2 separate regions of the Hordeum vulgare genome follow, and region 1 is linked to region 2. Evidence: chromatin contacts called from public Hi-C data. All regions are on one chromosome and are shown on one strand. Each heading gives the region's core, a stretch centred on a gene start, on an enhancer-like site or on the middle of the called end of the contact. The rest is flanking DNA. Distances are from core to core; before and after follow the strand shown. Region 1 overlaps LOC123412419 (obg-like ATPase 1). Region 2 holds the start of LOC123413440 (dicarboxylate transporter 2.1, chloroplastic-like).

The links. A called contact is a pair of places that touch in the nucleus more often than the background predicts.
Region 1: a Hi-C map of leaf shows a contact between it and region 2, with 2.7 times the contacts expected there. The contact joins the enhancer-like site here to the promoter of LOC123413440 in region 2. A contact is called at or near these places in 1 of 6 Hi-C or Micro-C datasets (leaf) and 1 of 1 datasets of contacts at active chromatin or transcription factors (embryo).

What each region holds. Positions count from the first base shown.
Region 1 is chr7H:296,947,767-296,954,612 of MorexV3_pseudomolecules_assembly, forward strand. LOC123412419 (obg-like ATPase 1) reads right to left here. Exons shown (of 12, transcript XM_045105359.1): 11 at 2,357-2,407; 12 at 2,156-2,269. The coding sequence ends at 2,171. Among protein-coding and RNA genes, the nearest start is that of LOC123408003, 59 kb to the left of the region's middle. Within about 2 kb of position 4,920, at least 1 of the 3 cell types and tissues checked has open chromatin away from gene starts, as enhancers often do. A contact at or near this core is called in leaf, where this site is marked.
Region 2 is chr7H:296,632,155-296,639,026 of MorexV3_pseudomolecules_assembly, forward strand. It overlaps LOC123413440 (dicarboxylate transporter 2.1, chloroplastic-like), which reads right to left and starts at 5,571. Exons shown (of 4, transcript XM_045106373.1): 1 at 4,695-5,571. The coding sequence starts at 5,486.

The DNA.
Region 1 (6,846 bases), core at 3,670-6,169, 310 kb after region 2:
GGCTAGTTTTGCCACACTTGTCTTACCTTAGGTGCTCAAAATTCTTAAGCCACACTTCAGCTTGCTCGGGGAACCTTGCCACAATTTTTCTGTGTCTCACACGTGGGGCTTATTTTACAAAGAAGGTTGTCTTGGTTGTGGCTCAACTAAATACTTCACCTAGTTTGATCAAACTTGTCTAACTTAAACTTATGGCAAAGTGTGGCAGTTAACCTTTAAAAGCAACTTCAATGGATCGATCCAAATGAACAGCATTTTTGTCTCTTTTTTTTATTTGGGTCGGTCGCCTGCTCGGCTCCGTCTAGTTTAAATTTGGGTCGGCCAAGCGTCCAACGCGCCAACCCATTTTTCGTCCGCTTGACCGGCGAGCATACATTTTGAATCGGATTTGAACATTATTTTTATATCAAATGTAACATACATTTTTATCAATTCTTCGATACGGATATAATACTAAAGAAAACAAGAACCACAATTAGAAATTTTAAAAGATGTCCAACTTTCTTAACTGCTCCTACTAGTTGGACTGAGACTAAGATCTTCTCTATGCCTTTGTTGTTGATCTGTGGATTCTTGAGCACAACGTCTTCCTTCTTCGATGCTAAAGAATTAGACGTTATTTTCCCTTTGATCTCTTCTTTAGTCTCATCTATACCTTCAATTCTAGATAAAAGTATACGAACATCTAGCAAATTTCGTGAGATTAATAGAGCTACCGAAATTGCATCAAGCAAAGCAAAGAGCAAATGGCCAAACGAAAATCATACCCCGGTCGTTTTTGCATTTCACGAACGCCCAACCGGGATGTTCCGACATCCAAGAAACGCGTCGAACGACCTGCAACGAGCAGTCGTCGCACCGTGTGAAAGACAAAGATGAGCCGGCAAGCTTTTGGGCCAACGCCGAGCCATGACGACGGCCGGCCGCCGCCTTGCCGACGAACCTGCGACGGATCAGACCCGAGCGGCTAGAGGCGGACTAAACGCGTGCATGTGGCACCGAGGGATTGCTCGGACTTGGTGGACCGGCACCCGGCAAGTCCATGACAAGCGCAGCCCACCGGCGGCATGACTTAGCAAATCCCGGCGACAGGATTTGCAAAATTTCACCAAATCCCACCGCCGCCGCAGATCCAGCAATAGGTCTCCCGCATCGAGACGAAGGAGGCACCCCGCCGATGAATTTGCTACTGGAGAGCTAGGGTGGCCAGGGGGAAATGGGGTCGTTGGCCTAGGGTTTGTGTGCTTGCAAACGACATGTGAGGGGAAAGGATAAGGAGAGACTATGACGCCGACTAGCAGACCAGGGAAGGAGAACACAGGCAAGGCACGTGTTCGCTGGACGACGCAAATGACGTCCAAATTTGCACCCAAACAGACACGTGTTCACTGGACGACGCAAATGACGTCCAAATTTGCACCCAAACAGACACGTGTTCACTGGACGACGCAAATGACGTCCAAATTTGGGTCCAAACAGATACGCGCGGACCAAATGAAACGGCACACGCTAGAGTTGCTCTTTGTGCCTCTAGGATGATCAGGAACTGGACCACAAAGACAAGGGACGAGATAGAAAGCAAAGAGAGGAAATGGTGTACTACCTCCATCTCGGTTTATAAGTCATCTTACAAAAATTAAATAATCTTAAACACTTACGCAATAAATAATCTCAAACACTTAGGTACGCTGCATTAACTTTCACCTTGTTTTTTATTTTTTTGACATGAATAAAGAAATTAACCAATAAAAAAGTGAGGCGTGCATGATTTTAATAACTAAAGACTAATTAACACAACATGCAATGGTTAATTCATTGCGTGCGATGGTATTAATTAGTAAATTAACATTAATTACGACAAAGTTGTCCAGTCACTGTTTACAACTTCCAGTTTTTCTATGGACTCAACATGATTCTGATGTACACCTTGAATATAGACGACTTGACAACATCGAGAAGTACTTTCAGAAGCAGGGCAGCTCTAGTTCACGAATATAAATGGACACCAAATCACACATGTAATACTAAGATAATACTGTATAAAATATTCCTGTAACTTTTAGGCTCGTTAATTTGGTGCTTATAGCCTGATACCTGGCTACTTGCAAGTGAACTGAAAAAAGAGGTAAAACACATAACCTTGTGAAAAAGTAATCGGCCTATCAATTCATCACTTCTTTCCACCTCCAGAAACATTGAACTTGAAGAAGATGATGTCTCCATCCTGCACCACATACGTCTTCCCTTCCTGCCTGTACTTTCCAGCGGCCTACAATCCAATGACAAACGGTTGTGTTGTGAGTTTAAACATCAAAAAGCAACTAATACAGATCAAACATAGAATGTATGTGCACACCTTCACAGCAGATTCACTGCCTAGCTCTTTTAGATCTTCAAACTTCATTACCTGATCAAAAGAGTAGATGTATATATAGTACATGTATTATCAAGGTTCAAAATGCGCACAGTCATCTCAACAACGCCATGGTACCGGCCATAACAGTGTGCATTTCCTATTTCAACAAGTACCAAAATATCATGAAAGAGCACAAACAGAAATACATCAAGTTAACATTAGGAGTAGGAAAGAAGCTTCAGTAAACATCAAGATTGAAAGAAACAAGCATGCATGTATGGTAGGAGCTAGGGCTCTACCAGGCCTCTGCCTTAGGTTATAAGGATAGGAGGGGGTTTGGAGGAGACGAGGGTGCCGCAGCCGGCGCGACGGCGCCGTCTCGGCGCAGGGAGGAGGCGGCGGCTAGGGTTAGGGTTCCGGCTCCTTTGGGAGCCGGGCAATAGAATTGTCTTATTGCTTAATTCCAAAAAAGCTGTTTACATCGGTTTATATAATCTCGATAACTTGGGCTAAGCCCGTACCAATCCTGCCCATTGGGCCTCCTCCGTTGGTACGTAGTACCGGTCATAACATCTCTCCCCGCCTGCGCAAACAGCTCGTCCTCGAGCTGGAAGTCTGGATAGTGTTGACGGAATTCGTCACGCTGCTCCCCACGTCCCGTCCTCCTCTGGAAGGCCTTCCCACTGGATCAACAGGTACCACACCCCGCGACGTAGTTGGGCCTGCAACACCTTTGCTGGCCCGGGAAGGAGTCGCCCGTCGGAGGTCGGGGGTAGTGCCGGCGTTGCTGCCAGTGGCTCCCCACAGAAAGGCTTCAGGAGCCCCACATGGAAGACGTCGTGGATGCGAGCACTGGCCGGAAGCTGAAGACGGTAGGCCACCTTTCCGATATGCTCCAGCACCGAAAATGGCCCCGCATAGCACGGGCCCAGCTTGCGCTTCGCACGCGGGTCAAGGGATTGCGTAGAACGGTGAAGGAGACGCAATGTAATGCCCCAGAGTGTAATTTGCCTTATTTGGAACCTTCTTGTATGTGGGTCCATCTTGTCAGTGCCTTGTGAGAAATGCATGTGTTATTTCATGTGATGCTTACCTTGTCTTGTTTCCCTTTGCATGCATGCATCCATTTCATTCCTTGCCTCCTTTGTGATTGTTGCCATTGTGAATCCATGGTTTGGTGTGATGTTGATGTGCTATGTGTTGTTGAAGGTTGTATTGGGAAGTGGGGTGCTACTATGTTGGTTTGCAAATAGATTTCAAAACCCCCTCTCCATTTTCTCAAAGCTCAAGTTTCACTTGCCCCATCCTTGATTCAAAAATGTTCATATTTCAAAGTGTTTTATGGTGGATGTGATGCTAGGTTTAAAGTGTTTTGAATCCATGTTTGAGAGGGGCAAATATTCACAAAACAGTGTAATTAATTCTGTTTTGTAAATATTTTAAAGCTCCAAAAATTCCCTTTTCATTTTATTTAAATAGGTCATAATTCCCTTATGATCAGGGACATTTTTGTTGTATTTTAGCTTCAACAGTGCTACCTGTGTTTTATTTTTTGTCTCTGTTTGTTTTAAAATAGAAAACCCCAGTGGGTTTTCTTTTTCTCTACCCGGCGCCTTCGAGCGGGCTTTCTCCCCTAGCTGGCCCAGTAACCCCCCTCTCTCGCGCAGCAGTCCAATCCTTCCCTCTCCTGTAGACGCCGTCTTCTTCTTCCCCACCTTTCCGTCAGTTTTCTTCAGAGACAGTGCTCACGGACGTCGAGGCCACGCGTCCCTCGCCTCCTCCTCCTATAAAGCCCCCTTGGCGTCCGTGCAGGGCCTAGGGTTCCTCCAAGCCGCCGCCACTGCTTTCCTCTTCCTCCTCCCTCTCCCCAGATCGAAAGTAGTCGGGCCGAGCTCCTCCTCCGCCATGGCCGTACCATGAGGAGCTCGTCGTCGTTGTTGCAGTACGTCTCCGCCCTCTCCGAGCTGCCCAGGAGCACGCGGGACCTCAAGGGGATCCGTTCCCGCAGCTAGGAGGTGCAGATCGGGTCTGCTTCCATGACGTCGACGCCGTCCCCTTCTTCCTCTTCCACGCCGACGATCTCCTCCGCCTCGGCTTCTTCCCCTACTTCCTCTCCGGCAGGCTCGGCTTCCTCGACCAGTGGGTGAGCACGAGCAACCTACCCCTTCCCCCGTAGCTAGATCACGCGTATAGGGCCGTATCATCGCCGATGTTCTTCCCTCTGTCGTCGGCGCCGCCGCGTGTCGTGGAGCCGTAGCCGTAGGCCTTCTCGTGGCGAGTTAGGTAGTGGAATGGAACCGGGGATGTTCCCTCTTCCTCCCTGCGACGAGCCCGAGCTCAATTCGGTGTGGATCGCCGGCGGTGAGCCTCCCCTGTTCCGGCCACCGTCGGCAGAAGTAGATCCAGAGGGGGTTGCTCAAAAGAGCAGAGCCTCCCTCTATTAACATCCGAGCGCGCAGCGTAGTGGTAGGTGGGTTTTGGCGCATCTGGTGGTTGTGGGTTCGAGTCCCGCAGCGCGCACCCTTTTTGTGTTTTATTTTCGGCACAGTAGCAGCAGGAGCAGAGCTTACCCTGTATGTCTCCTCGGTTCTGTCGAGTGTCTGAGCAGTAGCGCAGTGGTGTTGGTTCTGTGTGCTGACCAGCAGGTTTGGGGTTCGATTCCCCCAAGCCACACCTTTTGTTGTTATTTTTTTCCTTTTGCTGATTTAGTTTGTAGGCTGTTAATTGCTTGGGCAGCAAGGTTTTGTTGCCAAAATATTTATTCCAGTAGGTTTCATCTATGTTTTAGTTAGTAGCACTTGATGCTTATGCTTGTGGTTGTGCTAGTGTATGTGTGAGCAAGCTTCCATGTATGTGTGGGCGTTAGTATGCGTGTGTTGCACTAGGGTAGTGTGTATATGTCTGTGTGTTACTCATGTTCATGAGTGTTGAGCTTATGCACTAGTTTGTGAAGTGTGTGATTGTGTGTGTGGGTCCCCCCCCCACATACTTTGTGTGTAGGAGTAGTGATTCTTGTGTGTGTAGGTGATCATGTGGAGTGTGTGTGTGTGTGTGCATGTGTGTGTGTGACACCCACATGCCAAGGCATGGCTTTGCCTTAGGCTTGTGTGCAAACTTGTAAGTGTGTGAGATAGTGATAGAGATGTGAGTGTATGTATGTGAGTGTGTGTATGCTTGAGGCATGTGTGTGTGAATGGTGATGTGCTATGCACACATACATGAGGTCTAAACCCTCATGTCATCATTGGATTTATGGGTGTGTGCAAATGCATGTGTAGGTGATGATCTAGTGAGAAGCACATGTGATATAGCACTATTTACCTCTAGGTGATTCCATGTAGATTTTCATCTTAGCTTTGTGCCCATTTGTTCTATGCAAGTACCTAGGTATTATATATGTTTTTGGGGTAGAATCATCCCAGAAATCCAATAGTGGAATCAGATTCCACTTTAGAACACTTTCTGGGAATGTCATTTTTCTGTTTTGTTCAATGTTTAGAGCTTGGTTCCATGTGATGTGATGAGCCCAAGAGGATGGTTCCTTGTTGTGGCAGTAGAGGGTGAACCCCTCTACAACATGGTGGTTTTGTTTTATGCTTAAGAGTTTATATGTGCAAGTTGTGCTTAGTCAAAGTAGGCATGTGGCTGAAATTTCAGCTTAGTGAAAATTTGTGATTTTCAGAAACTGCTATTATTTTCTTCCCTTGTAGTTGTGCTTGCAAAAGTTCATGTGTTGGGAATCAGCCCTTGCAATCAACTGGAAAGTTGGAGCTTTTGTGTTTGTCTAGCTCTCTGTCAATTTTCATTCCATTTCACTCCCTGTAGATATTGTTTTGAAAGCTGTGAAAGTCTGAGAATTTCACGAAGTCCTTGAAAACTGATAATTTTGGCCAAGTTAGCAGTTGTAGATCTTTCTGTGTGTAACTCCTTTGTATTATCTTTTTGCTCATGCTTGTAGAGCTTTTGAATAGCTTCTGCCACATATCTTATTTGGCACATTTGGGTGGCTGTAGGTGCTTTGCATGTTGCTCTCAAACTGCTATGTTGCTGTTTAGGACAGAATGTATAGTTTTGTTGTTTTGATGCTTGTGAGTTCATAGTTGATGGTGTGGTGAGTTTCTTTGCACCACCCCATCTATACTTGTTTGTTTGGTGATTTGGCAACCTGGGAATACCAGTAGTATGCCATTGAAGTGTGTTTGTGATGGATTTGATCCGTAGGACTCCATTTCTTGTTTCGTGGTTTCCGGTTGATCCGTAGCTCCGTTCGTAACGTTCTTTATATGTTTTTGCTTCGTTTTCGCGTGATGCATCTGTTCATGTCATCTTCATGCATGTCAAGATAGCTTAGGGGGAAGTTCTGTCCAGAAGTTTGTAGTTTCTTCTCATGCATATGCAAGTGACTATATTAGAGATGCATTTTCATTCTCATCTCATGCATCATGTGTATGTTGCATCATGTTGTGTTGTTGTTCATTGGATGCTATTTT
Region 2 (6,872 bases), core at 4,321-6,820:
CCCAAGCACCGCGGGTCGACGACATGCTCGGCGACGGCTTGGGACGTGAGGCACAAAACAAGGAGGAACAGTGAGTCGCGTGGAGCGAACGGCGGCCACGGGCTCGCTGCTGGCGTCTCTCTCTCTCTCTAACGGGGAGGGGAGGCATCGGAGAAGGCAGGGGACGAGGACAGGAGAGCAAATGGCTCCCTCGGCCTCTCCTACTGCCCATTCATACCCCACGCGGGATAGTGGGGAAGGGGATCCGACATGCACGATCCCCACCACCCCCGCGTCACGCGGGTAGCGTTATTACGCATCGGGAGCGCCAACCGTCGCCCCCAAATCCAAAGAAGATCCGCGTGCATGGGCCGAGGCTGCCGTCAAGCGGGCCCCGCCCCGCGGCCCGATCTTGTCACGCGTGTGGCCTGTCAGGCCTCGGCCTGCGGGATGCCACACATGGCGCACTCCCTCTGTGCGTCGAAGAGTCCGAGGCGGCTCGTGCTACAGCCGACTATGGTCCGAGCCGTCTCCGACGAGCAGGCGATCCGACCGTAGCCCCGCAACGAGTTGGACGAAATCCAAGCTGGCGAGGTGCGCCGCTCCAAGCCGGCGGGCCTCCCCTGCTTTGGGGACTAGTGACGGGGGGATAACCTCGGGGTAGGCCAAAACCAAGGACTTCTCCATTCCCCCTTGAAAAACATATGCAGGACGACCGCCTCCCCACGAGGGGCCGGTTGCTCCTGGCCGACTGCACGGTCAAGCCGACTCGGGCAAGGCCACTCCCGGTCCGGCTCGACTGCCCCCCGCTAGCCGGCGGGTCAGCCCTAGTCACATCACCCAGACAAACCGCGTCAGGGGCATCATCACCAGAGGCATGGCTACAGCGGTACCGCGTGTGGTTACAGTGGAGGGGGTCATACCACTGACCGTCGCCGACTACGACCAGCCGAGGCGGCACAATGACGAGCACGCCCCCGTCCACTCCATTACCTGCTCTGACGTGGCAACAGTGCAGTCGGTCGTACCGTTGACCGAAGCCGGCTTCACAAGATGATGCGCACAATGCAGCGCACCCCGCCGCGTAACAAGCACGCACCAATGGCAACGCCCGGCCGGCGGACCCCACTTGCGATAAGACTTCCCCAGCCAGTGCGCCCCTGGCCGGCTAGAGAGGCTGCCAGCTGGGTCCCACCCGATACCCTTTATACCTATTGTAAGTCAGGGGGTTGGCATATAAAAACCCCTGGTACTGCCCCATGCAAGTGGTCGGCCGATCCCACACCACAGGAGAGGCAAAGAGAGCTCCCAGCTCCTTCTTCCTCCTCCATCATACAGCTCAAGGAGCATATGGTAGCCCCATTCGGTTTATCAACCAACACAAGCAGGACTAGGGGTGTTACCTCCCACGAAGGGCCCCGAACCTGGGTACATCGAGTGTCTCGCACCGATTGTCCCCAATCCCATTTCACAGCCTGTCGGCGTTCTTACGGACCCAACCACGTTCGATTAGCCACCCATGGCATCTGTCGTGAGCAAAGTTATCAGAATCGCGATTCTAAATCGCATCAGAGCTCCGTTGCTAGGATCATGAATCGTAGAATCATACCTATTGGGATCGTAGAAACTTAGATTCTATGAGCAATATCGTAAAATCGGAGGGGATAGTTTGGATTGTAAGATCGTAACATTCTAAGACTTGAGTCGTGCTTCTGACAACTTTGGTCATGAGAAAACGACGACAATTAAGCTTCACTCGATCGGGGATCGTGGCCAAATCCAGAAAAAAAAATGCCTCTCTCCAGTATACATCGATTCGTTCCACAACCGCCATATATGCATGTTTTTAAGATTGTCGAATGAAATGCTCGCTAGCATGGTACCACGACGACTCGACAACGAGAAATATCTACCACGACTCTTTTCAAACTCTCGATTGAATATATAGCAAACAAGACTTGATCGACAAAAACTGCCTTATGTGGTTTTTTATTACAACAACATATATAGTAGACAAGACTTGATCGAAAAGAAGATAAGGCTATTCAAATTCTAATATGATCTCTAAACTAACTAGACTCTTTCTAACAAACTTGCTTAATCAATCGGGACTCTAGTTAAGGGATAAGAGTAAGATTCCATGTTTGATGGGTTGGTCCACATAACAAACATCTCTCCCTTTCTTCAAAATCAATTTGTTCGCAAGTTGTACCTTGTCAATTACCCTCAAGGAACCTTGGGTACCAGTTGTGGAGCTATCTTGGTCGTAGTCGTCGGCCTCGATGAAGAAGAGTCGCACACAATGGTGACCCAACATAAATCCCATCGTAGTTGAAGCAAAGGCCCAAAACGAGGACGGTCTGCCAACTCAGTTGGGCTGAGGCGCCAAACCCGCCATGGCGGCGTTCACTTTGAAGTGGTCGAAGGTAGAATAGGTGCTAGAGGCGTTGGAAGTGGCGACACTGGAGTTGTACTGACCGCAGGAGGATCGGAGGAGGAACTCAAAAGGCTAGCGTAGTGATGTTGGAAGGAAATGCCACTGCTCGTAGGCCTTGGTGAAGGAGGTGGCAGTGTGGAGGTCAGATGATCAATGAAGCTTGATGTTAACACAAAGACCATTAGGCAGGCCTGCCGTGTACAGGTACCGTTGTTGGACGGTGTTAATGGCTAATTGTTGCGGCACTTGAGCGCTAGAAACTTGTGGGTGTAGTCAGCGACCAAGGAAGTGAATGGAAACGTGCCAACTCACCCAAGGGACTTGCTCGATGTGATGGCCCAAACTGAACGTGGCAAGCCTCCTTGAACTGCTTCCATGTCGCCTGCTGAAATTGTACTCGAGTTGTAAGTACCAGAACTGAGCGCCATCAGTGAGGTCGTTGGCTGAAGTCCAAACCTTGTCGGACTCGTTCAAGTGTTGTCAATGAAAAAACTGCTCGGACCTACTAAGGCAACCAAGAGGATCAACCGAGCCATCATATGTTGGGGGAAGTCGAGCTTGTGGAAGCGGGGTATGCCAGAACCTGAACCCGGGTCAAGGTGATGGTTAGGCAGGAGCGGAAGGCAGGTGATGGGCAGGGTGGATCAATAGATGGGTTCTGGAGGTGGGCACGGCCATATCGGTGTAAGGAATCGATTGGTGGCTGGAGGCATGAAGGCAATAGAGGTGGCAGCGATCTGCGGCTGGTGATGGTAGAGCTGTTGCTAGTAGGTGGGCGACAAAATTGGGGCAGGATTTGGGTGGGATTTGAGCTGTAAGGTGGGGGTGCGAAGTGGCCCAGATTGATGTGGCAGCTGACGAGTAAGGAGATGGCTGGAGGTGGTAAAAGGGGGATGATGGCTGGTGGTGGTTAGCAGGAGTCAACACATGGTTGTGTTGTGATGGCAAGTAGCTGGTTGATGGCAGAAAAGTAGGTGGTTGGGGTGGGCAATCGGTGATTCCCCACTCAAGAAGGGGGCATGGCAGGCGTTGTTGGCGAGGGGAAGCACCAGGGGTTAAATTGTCGCTGGGGAGGAGGGCCTGGGACCGTCATGGTCGGCCGCTGCAGCCATGGGATCTAGTGGCGTCGGCAAGGCTGCAGTCGTTGCTCGAGTGCCATCAAACACTGCACTAGCCCGACAAGGAGCGCCTGGTCCTCTGCTCGTTGGCGTGTGAAGGCATCCAATTGCTCCGTGATGTCCTTCATCTGCTCCACAGCCTCGATCTCAATTTCTGTGCCACCATCGTAGATGGCTCAGGTACCAAACTGGAATAATCTACTGGTGACAAAACCCTGATTATTGAAAAGTAGACGACACAATTCTTCTTTGCTTGCTTTATTTACAGGGTCAGCCCTTTTATACAGTAGACAAGAGTTGACCAACAAGCCGGTAAGTCCATTCAAACTCTAATACTTCAATCTAAACTGATAGGACTATTTCCTAAGTCCTAACAAACTTGCTTAATCAACCAGGACTCCATTAAGGGATAAGATTCCATCATTTGATGAGCTAGCCCACATAACAGAGTCAAATCCCAGTAATTATGAAGAACCCTTAATTAATAGTAAAAACATATAGACCCCATAATCACAACTATCTGTAGACTGTGTAATTTAACCCATTGAAACAACACTAGTACAGCCTACATGTATCAAATTCTGCCCCTGACACAGCATTGAACGCAGATAGATATCACTAGCATACTAGAAAAATGACATACAAACCAGATCTTGTGATACAAATGCCACATATTTTCCAATAATTTCAGAGTGAAGGTGTTTTCAAGTATAAGAGTAACCCAGAACGCATGCTTCTGAATGCAATGAGGAAGCAAACAGAACTCTTGATTAATAATAGCAAGATAGAAAATTTCACATAAGAAATTATAATCTTAGGAGTGTAATAATTATTACTAAGATCCATCCTACTGGCTTGCCAAGTTGCCAGCATATGGACAACCCATGCGACGCAACTGTAATTGAAGGGCTCATTATGAGCACCCCCATAAGCAATATAGTATAGAGATAAAATGCTAATTACTTATTCCATTAGGATAAGAGAAACAGAACATGATCCTAGCTATGAGCGCATATCATGAAATCAGCAATCTAGGGAAAAATTGATGAGCATCTGGGCAAAATGCACCTCCCAGATTAAAATGATTTATCTGCAATATCTTAAATTTATAATTGAAAAGCGCGGCCTTTTGGCATGTGCATCAGTAAATTGTAGTGTACCTGCAGCTGAGACTGCACAAGGTAGGCACCCAGCTTCTTCGCTGATGGATCATTCGGCTTGCTGCCGGCCGATAGCGACAGCGACTTGACAATGGGAAGGAACACCCCTCCAGCCCTCGCCGTGGTGCTGGGCATGGCCGGCGCGATGCATGCCTCACTGATGGTGAGACCGTAGGATAGGCCCAGAGTGCTTCCACCCAACCACTTGACGAAGTAGGTGGCAACGCGGTCGCCGAGGCCGGTCTTGACGAACCCCCGTGCAAAGAAGAAGGAGATGACGATGAGCCAGATGACCTCGTTGGTGAATGCCCCGAACGCCGCCGTGAACGGGAGCGTACCCGTGGCCACGGTAGCAGTGAGGCCGAGGAATGCCCACGCGCCGACTGGGAGCGGCCCGAGGACGAGCCCTGCGATGGTGGAGAGGAAGATGGAGAGGAGCTGCCACGCCTGCGGAGTCACCTCGGGGGGCCGCGGCGCCAGGAATCGCACTGCGAGGCCGACCGCGATGGAGGCGACGAGTGGGAGCAGCTTCGCGCCGGACGAGGCCGCGGCGAGGGGTGGCGCCGGTGCGGGCTCAGTGTTCGGGCTTGAAGCTTGGGTGGCGGACGCGGAGGCGAGGAGAGGATGGAGGTGGCGGCGTGTGGCCAGGGAGATGTGAGGGGAGATGGGGCGGGAGAGGGAGAGAGAATTAGCGGAGGGCTGCAGCTGGAGATGGCGGCGGCGGAGGTGGTTGTGAGGAGTGGGAAGCGGGAGAGCCGGGCGGTGGGACACCGCGAGGTGGATGCGCTCCATTGGCGCCCGCTATGTGCACGGCGGCGCGAGCGGCCGAGCGGGAGGATCGGGGGTCGGATACTGGTGGCTGCGGTCTTCGGAGAGCTACGGGTGAGATTGGGTTTATACGGGAAAGCATAATCCGCTAGGGTTCTGTACAGTGTACACACTGGCCCGTTGTGTCAGCGTCTTGGTGTTCGTTTTGCGGTGTTTTTGTTCTGTTTTGTTTTCTGCATGAACCCTTGTTTTATTTATATCATGGACGTATACACCCGCCCCCCTCCCCCTATACGTAAGTTTAGGTTCCGTAATTTTTTTCTTATTTCATACATAAAAAGACGTAAGAAAATATAAAAAAAAATATAAACAATATTGCATGTCACGTTAAATTGCAAACATAAAAACATATCGTAAAATATATATATATAATGTAATTTTTCTAATCCTATGCTTACTATGTTTGTTTTCTTATCTCAACTTTCACGTGGTGAATGAATAAGAATGTAACTAATTCTATTTCAAATGTATTTTATTTATGAAACGATCCTAAGGTTACTTCGGATGAAAAATAACTTATTCTGCATTCTGGTTGATGAATAGACTTTCTCGCTCTCTCTCTCTATATATATAAAATAATGTTAATCATCACTCAGGGTGTATAATGAGGTATTCTTCACTCGAGATAATTTTACGTTACATTCATAAATAAATTTTGTTTTGAATAAAAATAGCTACATGCATATATATTCATTATGTAAAATATGACATAAGAAAACAAAAACATATGTTACAAGACCAGAAAAAATGCATTTTATGTGAATTTTACACTATGTTTTTACGTTCGTAACTTTACATAGTGTAAAATATTTTTTACGATGATTCAATATTTTCTTACGTTTTGTTTTTAGGTAAGAAGCAAGAAAACAATTACGGGAAGCTAATACGTAGACTAAAAAGAACCGGAGGGAGTATGATGCATTGATAGTAAAATAAAAGGGGTGGAAAATAACTATTCCTCATCCAGGTTAACTATTTTTCATCTCTCTATTTTTACATCAATGCATCGTAATTTTATGTTTCAATTTTTTTTATTTCATACATAAAAAGAGACCGTAAGAAAAATATATAGTCACCATAAAAATATTTTATGTCATATAAAATTACAAACATAAAAACATAGTGTAAAATATACATAAAATGCGTTTTTTCTGGTCTTGTAACCTATATTTTAATTTTTTATATCCAATTTTACGTAATGAATCAATATTAATGTAACTATTGGTATTTCAAATTTAATTTATCTATGAATGATCGTAAGATTACCTGGATGAATAATAACTTATTTTGCATCCTGAGTGACGAATATATTTTCTATACATATATATATATATATATAATATATATAAT